Linked DNA regions of Mus musculus: all the other regions are linked to region 3. A link is a contact called in public HiChIP or PLAC-seq and Micro-C data. All regions are on one chromosome and are shown on one strand. The core of a region is the stretch at or near the end of the contact, and the rest is flanking DNA. Distances in the headings are between cores, read along the strand shown.

Evidence for each region. A called contact is a pair of places that touch in the nucleus more often than the background predicts. HiChIP or PLAC-seq counts read pairs in DNA pulled down with a chosen protein or histone mark.
Region 1: a Micro-C map of embryonic stem cells shows a contact between it and region 3, with 4 times the contacts expected there. The contact joins the promoter of Ift81 here to the promoter of Anapc5 in region 3. A contact is called at or near these places in 2 of 39 promoter capture datasets (liver and macrophages), 1 of 484 Hi-C or Micro-C datasets (embryonic stem cells) and 2 of 9 other capture datasets (adipose tissue and liver).
Region 2: a BATF HiChIP or PLAC-seq map of CD8 T cells shows a contact between it and region 3, with 5 read pairs. The contact joins the promoter of Tmem120b here to the promoter of Anapc5 in region 3. A contact is called at or near these places in 2 of 39 promoter capture datasets (HPC-7-derived erythroid cells and neural stem cells), 9 of 484 Hi-C or Micro-C datasets (CD4 T cells, the G1E-ER4 cell line, the HL-1 cell line and 5 more), 7 of 115 datasets of contacts at active chromatin or transcription factors (the 230-238 cell line, CD8 T cells, acute myeloid leukemia and 2 more) and 2 of 9 other capture datasets (adipose tissue and liver).

Annotation. Positions count from the first base shown.
Region 1 is chr5:122,612,696-122,616,320 of GRCm38.p6, reverse strand. Ift81 (intraflagellar transport 81) reads left to right here and starts at 1,777. Exons shown (of 19, transcript NM_009879.4): 1 at 1,777-1,883.
Region 2 is chr5:123,074,602-123,078,004 of GRCm38.p6, reverse strand. Tmem120b (transmembrane protein 120B) reads right to left here and starts at 1,730. Exons shown (of 12, transcript NM_001039723.2): 1 at 1,510-1,730. The coding sequence starts at 1,578.
Region 3 is chr5:122,819,682-122,822,868 of GRCm38.p6, reverse strand. It overlaps Anapc5 (anaphase-promoting complex subunit 5), which reads left to right and starts at 1,527. Exons shown (of 17, transcript NM_021505.3): 1 at 1,527-1,889; 2 at 3,182-3,187. The coding sequence starts at 1,719.

The sequences.
Region 1 (3,625 bases), core at 528-3,027, 210 kb after region 3:
TAACATCTTTTGGGCCAATGAGAGTCTTCGCCGAGAACTTTCTGGAACACTAGGCTGCCAGGACAGGGGTAAGCCTCCCAGTACTAGCAGCCCACCAGTACTAGCAGCCCATTCAGAGCAAAGGGGGAGGAGACAGAGATGGGGGGAGAGAGCAAGTCAAGATGACAGTGAACTCTTAGATTAAGTCATACAGGAGTGATATGAACTTCCCAATGACACAGCATCTAAGCACCTGTTTTAGTTTGCTTTCTATTTCCGTAATAAACTACCATGACCAAAAACAACTTGGGGAGGAAATGATTTACTTAGTTTACAGATCATAGTCCGTCATCAGGAAAGAAAAGGCAGGAGCTTGAAGCAGGAACCACAAAGGAATACTTCTTACTGGCCTGCTTCTCCTGAGATTCTCAGCTACCTTTCTTACATCGGCCAGGCCCACATGCCCAGGGGTGGCCTTGCTCACAACGGGCCCGGCCCTCCTACACACAATAAATTAATGATGTAATAAAATAAAAAGCAAGGTCGGAGGTGTAACTCAGTGGTAGAGTTCTTTCCTAGCACAGGCTATAGGAGAACAGGATGAGGAGGTGGAGGAAGAGGGGGTGGAGCGGGAGGTGAGGTAGAAGTGACAAGCTTTCAGAACCGCTGTTAGAGCCTGTTAGAAATCTATTCAAAATCTCAAACACAGTTCAGTTAGAAGGTACCATTAGGAGCTTACATACCAGACTTGACCAGGCGTCTCTGGGGGGAAAAGAAAAGCTACCCACAGTTTGTTTCAGACAGAATAAGCAAGGTCTCTATGCTGTAAAACTGTTGCTAGGAATGTCTTCTTAGACTCCTCAGTGAATCCCACCAAGGAATCACAGGGTGAAGTCAGTTCCTCCTTTCGTCTGTAGCAGGTGGGGACACCACAATCTGTCTCTGTGGAACCTGTCTCTAGGTTTGTGTGCCAAGCGCCTTTACCAGTTGAGCTACCTCAACAGGTCATTTGGATTCTTTTTACTGGTCTTTAAACAGCGCTCTGTCTAATGGAGACATGACAGTATGATTCCTTCAGCCATCCCTGTCCCCCAGTAAACGTCACACATACTCTGTCATCACTGAGACATCTTGGTACATTTCTCTCCGTCCTGGGCTGTTTAACTATATTGCCTCTCTTTCCCCATCATCTCTGTGAGGACAGAACCAACCCTATTGGGTCTTGTTCTCTATTGCATTTCCAGCAGTCAGCAGTATGGAATGCCTAATTTATCATTTGTTAGCTTGAGGTTGTGGCAAGTCTGGTATTACATTTACTGTTTCTCCAAGGATGTCTGAGCATCTAACCTAGTTTTCAGAGTAGGCCTCCATTTGTCCCGGTCTGTCTCTCCTCTCCATGTCTGGGTCTCTCAATCCATAGTTTATAATTGTTCCATGCATGATTTAACCTGGAGATTCTTTCGTCGAAAACCTAAATTCGGAAACCACGCCCAATGCTTTCTGACCCCAAACCCTATCCAGTCCTGCTTCAAACAAGTCGCCCCAAGTTTGGTAAATAAATGAATGAATGAATGAAACAGCACACGCAAACAGCACAGGTTAAGCCCTTTGTCAAGGTGAGAACGGTAGACGGTTCGCAAAGGTTATTATCAGCAGGAGTCTAAGTGGGAATAACAGCCAGAGTCACCCTAGGCTTTCTGCAGAGGTTCGGAACCCCAGGTACCAGGGCCAAGCTTTCCAGCCCGAGGCTCCGCCCTCCGGTGTGCGCGCGCCCCCCTCCTCCCCGAGCCAGAGGAAGTGACGTCACCGCATGGCAACCGTTGCCAAGGAGCGGTCTCTAAGAACCCGCAAGCGCCCCAGTGCCTCCCGAGGGTGGGGAGGTGGTTTCGTGAGGAGGATTTGAGGTAACCCCCGCCAACTCGCGGTCGGGAACTCCGCGAACCCCCGAATCCCGTCAAGCTGCGCCCGCTCCCGGCCGGTGGCGGCAGCAGGGCCTGTCGGGGGGCGGGGGGTCGGCCGCGCGGGTCCCCCTCGGTCTCCGGGCGTCGCAGGAGGCCGTAGGCCTGCGCGCGCTGCCCCGGCTGGGCCGGATACCACGCGCGTCCTGGTTTTAATTCTTGCCCCGGCTCCCCCTGGGTGCTGCAGTGGGTGAGTGCTGGTGAATTAGCTCGGCCGGTTGCGCTGGAAGAGGGAGAGTAATTGCTTTTGCTAATTTTAGCGCGCAGCGCCCGGCGGGCAGCGACAGCCCTACCTGGTTCAAGAGCATCTCTGTCCTCTGAAAGCTGGTGGGGCAACGCAGCTCATTTCTTTTCTTAAAAAAGTTTGGAAACTTGGCGTGTATTAGTTGCGCATAATGGGTACCACTGTATTCACACATGCATACATATAGTGTATTCCATCACCCCATCCCCGTTTCTCGCTCTTCGCTTTCCTGCTCCCACGGAATCCATTTCCTAACCCTTCTCCCTTCGACTTTTTTGCCCCCACCTCACTCCCCTTTTCTTTTGGAGGTCCAATGAGTTTAATTATGGTTCCCCACCCTTAGCAACCATTAAGTTGCCTGTAATAATCGTGAGCCCCTCCCCTTTTCTTCTCTTGGCAACATTTTCTTGCTTATCCAGATATTTGGTTTGATTTTGTGTTTCTCAGAGAAGAAAAAGCCGTATGGACAACTTCTAAATTAGTTTAAATATATGTGGATATAAGGATGTGTATTATATTTTTACAGTTGAAAACTTGAGCCTCCCAAGTTTTTAAAAAGTAAAGATATTCTCTGTAATTTATTTATTTCTGGCTTGTTTTTTGAGACAATGCTTCTCTGTAGAGTCCTGGCTGGCCAGGAACTCACTCTGTAGACCAGGCTGGCCTCAAACTCAGAAATCCTCCTGCCTCTGCCTCCTAGCACTGAGATTAAAATTGCACACTACTATCCCTGAGATAGTCTTTATATATAAACTTAAAAAGAAACCTTAAATTTAGCAACCATACTGGTTGTGCCATCCTTTCTTATCTTTTAGAACAACTTTATTTCCTTCCTTCTAGCTTCCTTCCTCCTTTCCTTCCTTCCTTTCTTCCAAATGTCTTCTAAATGTAAGCTTCACCCACCCAATTAAAGAACCCATTTCATGCCAGACTTGGTGGCTCTTGATTTTAATTCCAGCACTCAGGAGAGAGAAGCTTGGTCTACACCGTGAGTTCCAGGCCAGCTAAGGCTACACAGCAAAACCTGTTTTAAAAGGAGAGAAAGAGAGAGAGAGAGAGAGAGAGAGAGCGCGCGAGCATGTGTGTTGGGGGGGGTGGAGTAAGATGCTCAGGGCTTACTTTATGTCTTGAGTGAAACAGTATCTGTCTCATAGTTTTAACTAAGAAAGCATTGAGATGACTTTGTCGTCTTGTCCACCTCACCTTTTCTAGTTTAAGAGGGTCTTATAGTGCAGCCCAGGTTGGCCTTAAACTTTGCCTCCTTCTTTCTCAGCCGCCTCACTTCTGGGCTTACAGTGTGGGGCAGTGCTCAGGAATAGCAGTTCAGTTTTGTTGCTGTGATTTTGACAAGGTCTCAAGGCGCCCAAGCGGCTTTGACCTCACACTAAGTAGCCAAGCAAGGGCCACCTTGAACTTGTGATCTTCCTGCTTCCACCTCCTGAGT
Region 2 (3,403 bases), core at 481-2,980, 250 kb before region 3:
CCAGATCAACTCATAACTCCTCCGCCCCCGACCACCCGAGCACCTGACCCCTCATGACATCTTCCTGTCATAACAAATCAAAGGCCTCCTTTACGACACCTGCCTGCCAAGACTTGCTACCTAATTGTTGATAATTGCATTAATTGCATAGTTCTGCAGTGTTAGGCTCCTCCTCCTCGTAGTTTAAAACAAGCCGAAAGGAAGGAAATAGAAGCAAAAGCCCCACGCAGGAAACCTCTTCTCCCACTCCCAACTCTAAGACCCACTCACTGGCTCTGTGGCTGGGCATGGCTTCACAGCCCAGTGGGAAAAATTGTTAAGGATATGGCTGAGTCTTTTCCCCGTGGGTGGAACCAAAAGGGATCCTCTGGGAACTATGAGGAACCCAAGACCTCAGATCTGAAAGAGAAGGCACCAACCCATCCATATATGCTGGAGGGACTACGAAGGGATGACAGTCCTGGGTCTCTTAAGTCTCTGCCCATGCCGATCTGCTGCTCAGGTTCACCGGCATCCTTCTGTAACATCGGCAGCCTCACTTTACAAAGACCCATCACAGACCTCCCTTGACAGCATTCTCCTCTGGACATTGCAGGAGGTCAGCCCAACTGAGAACGCTACAGGGACAAGGGGAATGACAAAGTAACCATTGAGAGGAGGAGAGAGTGAATGCGAGGAAGCCATGTGTTGTTCCTCTTGGCCGTCCCCAAGGTTTCCTGAGTCTCTAGTCCCCAGAGCATATAGCTGAGGCCTCTCTGGACCCTCCTGATAGGACCGGGTGGCGATGCTATCCTCTCAAGAGCCCAGCTCTTATACCAACCTTCAACACACCAGGTGGAACGCTCTGTGCCAAAACGGTGAGGGGTTGGGTGCAGCCCTCTATCACCGGGTGAGGCAGCCAGCTGTCAGAACTGACAGATGCCTGCCATCCACAATGGTAAACTCAGCTCGCAGCAGCCGATAAGCAGAACCACATCAGAGCTCCCAAAGTCAAGGCTATGACTGAGGGGTCTCTGAGACTTAAAAACTGCCTAAGGGGCCAAGATGAAAGCAGCCAAGCACAACTCTCAAACCGCAGTTGCAGCGAGGGCTGCCCAGCCAGCACAGAGCGTGTAGTAAGGAGTTGAACAGCCAACTGCAACTGGAGGGTTGGGGGGAAGATCCCTTGTGTGGGGGTTGGTCTGGTGTCCTTTGAGTATCACAGTTTCCTCGTGAACACACCTGGAACTTGCCTCGGGGGCCAGAGACGAACTTTCTGTAGCGAAGGGAGAGCGTGGAGCAAAGAGTGGATGAGAGGGCGCGAGAATGAGGGGCGCCCCAAGAGACTGAGGAGCCAAAGCGCTGCTACATAGGAAGGGGCTGCGCCAGGCCACCCACCAGCCCATCGGACGCACAGCCCGGGCCACCGTCTGGGTCCTATCGCCCCACCTCCGGGCTGGGATGGCTAGATAGGGAAGGCACAAGCACCGCAGGTAGCAAGAGTGGCGGGACCAGGTGGCCCGGTCCTACCTGCAGCTCCTGAAATTCTCCCTCCAGCTCGTGCCACTCGCGCTCGCAACGCTCCAGCTGGCCGGACATGGTGCAATGGTGCAAGGCGGCGGCGGCGGCGGCGACGAAACCCGCAGCGTGACCCGTCCGGCCACCAGCAGCCCACGCCCGCCCGCTCACTAGCCGCCTCCCGAGGCACCAGCTGTTCCTGCGCAGCCGGAGCCACGCGCGCACCTGACGTCACGGGCCCCGCCCCGGCGCCAGCCTCACCCCCTCGCCCGAGGGTGGGGCCCGCGCATGCGCATGGGCGATCCCCCGGGCTCTGGCCTCGTGGCGGGTGCAACTCTTCAGTCTTCTTTGGGTCTCTTCACTCCTCGTGTGTAGGTAGTAGGTTTCTCGTCGGAGTGGGTGGAGGGTTTATGTGTAAGCTGCATTTATGGCTTATGTTACTTAGATTATCTTTGTGGGAGAGTGAGGTGGAAATGATTTGGAGGAGGTAAAGGGAAAATTCATGTATTCCTTCACATTGCCTGACCTAGGCCAAAGCCAGTGCCCTGAAATGACAGCTTTGACAGTGACCGCGTAGTAAGGTCAAGGGCAGGATGGGAAAAATGCAGACTTGGCTCTGTCATCTCACGCTGGCGATGATATTTATTGCAACCAATACAGCCTAGATACATCCCTGTCCTCTAAGACACTGGGTGACTCTTGACAGCTGGTGCTGTCAGTCAAAAGCCACAACCACCAAGTTTATGGAATACAGTTGCCTCCCTTTCCGTGCCAAGTCCGAAAAGACCTGCACAAGCCTGGCTTTTCCAACCACACCTCCTATCTCCCTGCCCTAAATCCAGCTCTCCGGCCATTGTTTTTATCCTGACTTGACATTCCTCCCTCTGAATCATCATGCAGTGGCTTCTTGCTCACTCCTGGAACCTCATTCAAATGACACCTGCAGCTGGGTGTGATATTGCATACCAGCCTTGACAACGTAGTAAGACTTGTCTCAACAAACAAACAAACAAACAAACAAATAAAATATCAAATGATGCCTGTCGGGGCTGGAGGGAAAAACTTCAGTGGTTAAGGGTGTGTGTTCTGCAGTTTGGGTGGCACATGCCTTTCATTGAAGCACTCCAGGGCCAGAGGCAGATAGATCTCTGTGGGTTTGAGACCAGCCTGGTCTACATAGCTCAGGGCCAGCTCCACAGTAAGACCCTGTAAAATTAATTAAAATTAAAAGGACACCTGCATTAGTTTCACAGGGCTATGCTTAGCTACAAGTGGGTGGCCTAGACAATAGAAGTGCATTTATCTCACAGCGACCAACCTGAAACGAAAGTGTCATGACTCCTGAGACCCTGGGTAGGGCCTTGCCTTGCTACCTAGTAGCCATGACAGTGACTGTTGAGCCTACATACTCCATGGCTTTCATCTGCATTGCTCCATTCTCTCTGACCAGTAGTTACAGGGCCTCTCTGTGTGCCCTCTCTTATGAAGACACTGTGAATGAAAATCCCCAGAAGGGCTAGAGAGATGGGTCAGCCTCAGCGGTTAAGAGCACTGGCTGCTCTCCCAGAGATCCTGAGTTCAATTCCCAGCAGTCACATGAAAGAGCTAGAGAAAGTACCCAAGGAGCTGAAGGTGCTTGCAGCCCACTAGGAGGAACAACAATGTGAATTAACCAGTATCCCCAGAGCTCCCAGGGACTAAACCACCAGCCAAAGACTACACACGGAGGGACTCATGGCTCTAGCTGCATATGTAGCAGAGGAAGGCCTAGTTGGTCATCAATGGGAGGAAAGGCCCTTGGTCCTGTGAAGGTTCTATGCCCCAGTGTAGGGGAATGCCAGGGCCAGGAAGCAGGAGTGGGTGGGTTGGTAAGCAGTGAGAGGGGGAGGGGATAGGGGGTTTTCGT
Region 3 (3,187 bases), core at 278-2,777:
AAGAGCTATGAAAACTACTGAGAATGACTAATCACTGATAATATTTTTATTTTAAAATACTTATTTATTTTTATTTTATTTGTACGAGTACTTTGCCTGCATATATATCTCTGTACCACATGGCTGTCTGGTGCCCGCAGAAGCCAGAAGATACTGATGGACCATGTGGGTTCTGGGAACCAAACCCAATTTCTCTGCAAGAACAGCAAGTGCTCTAGTGCTCTTAACAACCGGGCTGTTTCTTCAGCCCTGATAATAATACTTTAAGCTCTAGAGAACTAAGTGTCTTGAGAAATACAGATAAGTAGAAGGGGCATTGTGAAAAGTCAGACTGAAAATACTGTAGACCGGGGGTTGGTTTTAAGAGCTTCATTTACCTGATGTTGGACTTTGTAGTGACTTAGGTGGGATACAGATATCCATTCACAAGAAGGTGGTCTTACCTTTTGTTTCACTATGGGTATCGCACTTGCAAACTGACACGTAGCTGCCTACAAATGGCATTTGTGAGATGTTGAAGAAAAACATGGGCTCTTGTCCTTACAAAAGGAGAATAAGGACAGGCATGGTGGCTCCCTACTGCTAGTAGGGAGGCAGAGGCAGGTTCTACAAAGGGCTGCATGGTGACACCTTGTATCAAAAAAATTTAATATGAGTGAAAAAAATGCTTTTTGTTTTTGTTTTTCTAGACAGGGTTTCTCTGTGTAGCCCTGGCTGTCCTGGAACTCACTCTGTAGACCAAGCTGGCCTTGAACTCAGAAAAGAAATCTGTCTGTCTCTGCCTCCCACGTTCTGGGATTAAAGTCGTGTGCCATCATTGCCTAGCGAAAAAAAAGTTTTTTGAGGCAGGGTCTTCTTAACTATGCAGACCTAGCTGGCCTGGAACTGGCTTTATAGACCAGGTTGGCCTCGAATTTATGGAGATGTGCTTGCCACTGCCTGTGCCTCCAGGTTGCTGGAGTAAGAGGCAGGGAGCTATCACATCTAGTATGCAAATATAATTTAAACATGCCAATTTAATCCCATTGCTTTTAAATACAATGATTTAAAAATGTCTTTTGGGCAGGGTAGATCATTCAAATCATCTCAGCTATTGTCGCGAGTTCAAGGCCAGTTTATGCTACTTAGTAAGTTTTTTTTTTTTTTTCTCCAAAAGGGGAGGAGCATCGCTTCAGCTGAAGGTCTTTGTTAAGAGAGCTTCCCTGGTATACACATATACAGGCGAGGTGTCTTGTTCAATTTCGTGTACCGCTAGAGGCAAAGATGCAATTAAATGGGGGCGAGAAGGAAGATCAAATTAAATAAATACACGCGTGGCCTGTAGTTCACGCTGTCTCTGATCAAAATCCCTGCGTCTTCCTCCCAGATCCCTGTCCACGTCGACTAGGAACCTGGTCGCCTTGGTTGAGCGTTTCTGTAGGGAACCGATTTGCCATAACACCATTTATGTCCCACCCCCTCCCCTACCCCCGCTCACTACAGGTTTGGCTGTTTTGATTGGCTGTCAGTCTTCCTTCTGGTCTTTGATTGGTCGAAGGCACCGCCGGGGTGGGAGAGGGACACTGAGGCCCCCGCTACTGTGGGAAACAGTCTTGGGCGGGTTAAGGTGCCGGGCGGCTGCAGCCATGGCGTAAAGGCGGCTCGTGGGCGCGGCGCGTGGCAGGCCTGGAGAGGGCCTGTCCTTGCCGGCGTCCACGAAGAGCCAGGACTTCAGCCCGATGATGACCAACGGGGTAGTGCACGCCAACTTGTTTGGCATCAAGGACTGGGTGACGCCCTATAAGATCGCCGTCCTGGTGCTGCTCAACGAGATGGGCCGCACGGGCGAGGGCGCCGTCAGCCTCGTGGAGCGGCGGAAGCTCAACCAGCTGCTCCTGCCCCTGCTGCAGGTGAGGGGCGCCCGCTCTTTCCCGCCCATTACCGCACGCGCGCGCGCGCTTCGCGTGGGCCCCGCCCTGAGCTGGAGGGCAGGGAAGGTCCAGCCCCGGGGGAGGGGCCCTGGGGGCGGGGCTTCATCTTGTCACTGAAAAAGAACACTAGCAACTGCATGATATTTCATCCTAAGCTAACCGGCATGGTTTAACTCTTTTCCTATAAATGATAAGTTTTGAGGGTTTTTTTTTTTGTTTTTGTTTTAACATATAGGTTCTTTTAGTTTGGTTTGTTTGTCTTTTTTTGTTTGTTTTTGGGTTTTTTTTGGTTTTTCGAGACAGGGTTTCTCTGTCCTGGAACTCACTTTGTAGTGGTTTGTTTTTCTTTTTTTCTAACTTGTTTATTTATTATATGTAAGTACACTGTAGTTGTCTTCAGACACCCCAGAAGAGGGGGTCAGATTTCATTACAGATGGTTGTGAGTCACCATGTGGTTGCTGGGATTTGAACTCAGGACCTTCAGAAGAGCAGTCAGTGCTCTTAACCGCTGAGCCATCTCACCAACCCGTGGTTTGTTTTTCAAGACAGGGTTTCTTTGTGTTGCCCTGGATGTCTTGGAACTCGCTCTGTAGACCAGGGTGGCCTCCAACTCAAGAGATCCCCCTGCCTTTGTCTCCTGAGTGCTGAGATTAGAGCTGTATACCCAGCCATACAGGCAATCTTAAAATAGTATATGTCAAATACAATTTCCCAAGAAGTCGAGTTGGGTTACCTACATCTAGAGTGGTGTAAACACTGACTTTCTAAAAATGGCCCCAGTGAGTAATTTTAAACCTTGTCTAGAGAAGGCTCTGCTTCTGGGTTAGCCTTCCTTCCCCAGTTCAGAAAACGATGAAATGTGTTTATACTCAGGAGAACTAGAGCACCCACCTTTGTATAGTGCTTCCCGGTGTGCAAAGCCTTTCACAGTCTCCCACTTAACTTTTCCACAGACAAAGGAGATAGTGATTATTAAGTCCATTTAACTGATGGAGACGGGCTCAGCGTTGCCTGTTAAGAGTAACAAAGGAAAGAGAGCCTTATCCTATAAATCCTGTTCATTTTTCTTTCTCCTTTTTTTTTTAATAGATTATTCCATTGACTAAAACCAATCTACAAATGTGAAGTATGTCTTCGTATTTTGCATAGTCAGGAAAATCCTGATTCCATGTGTCTCGTTTGGAATGATTGATAAATGACTCTTTTCAGTCGTTTCTCAGTCCGAAGCTCTTTGCCCGTTATCTCTAACCTTATTTTCTCCTTTACACAGGGCCCA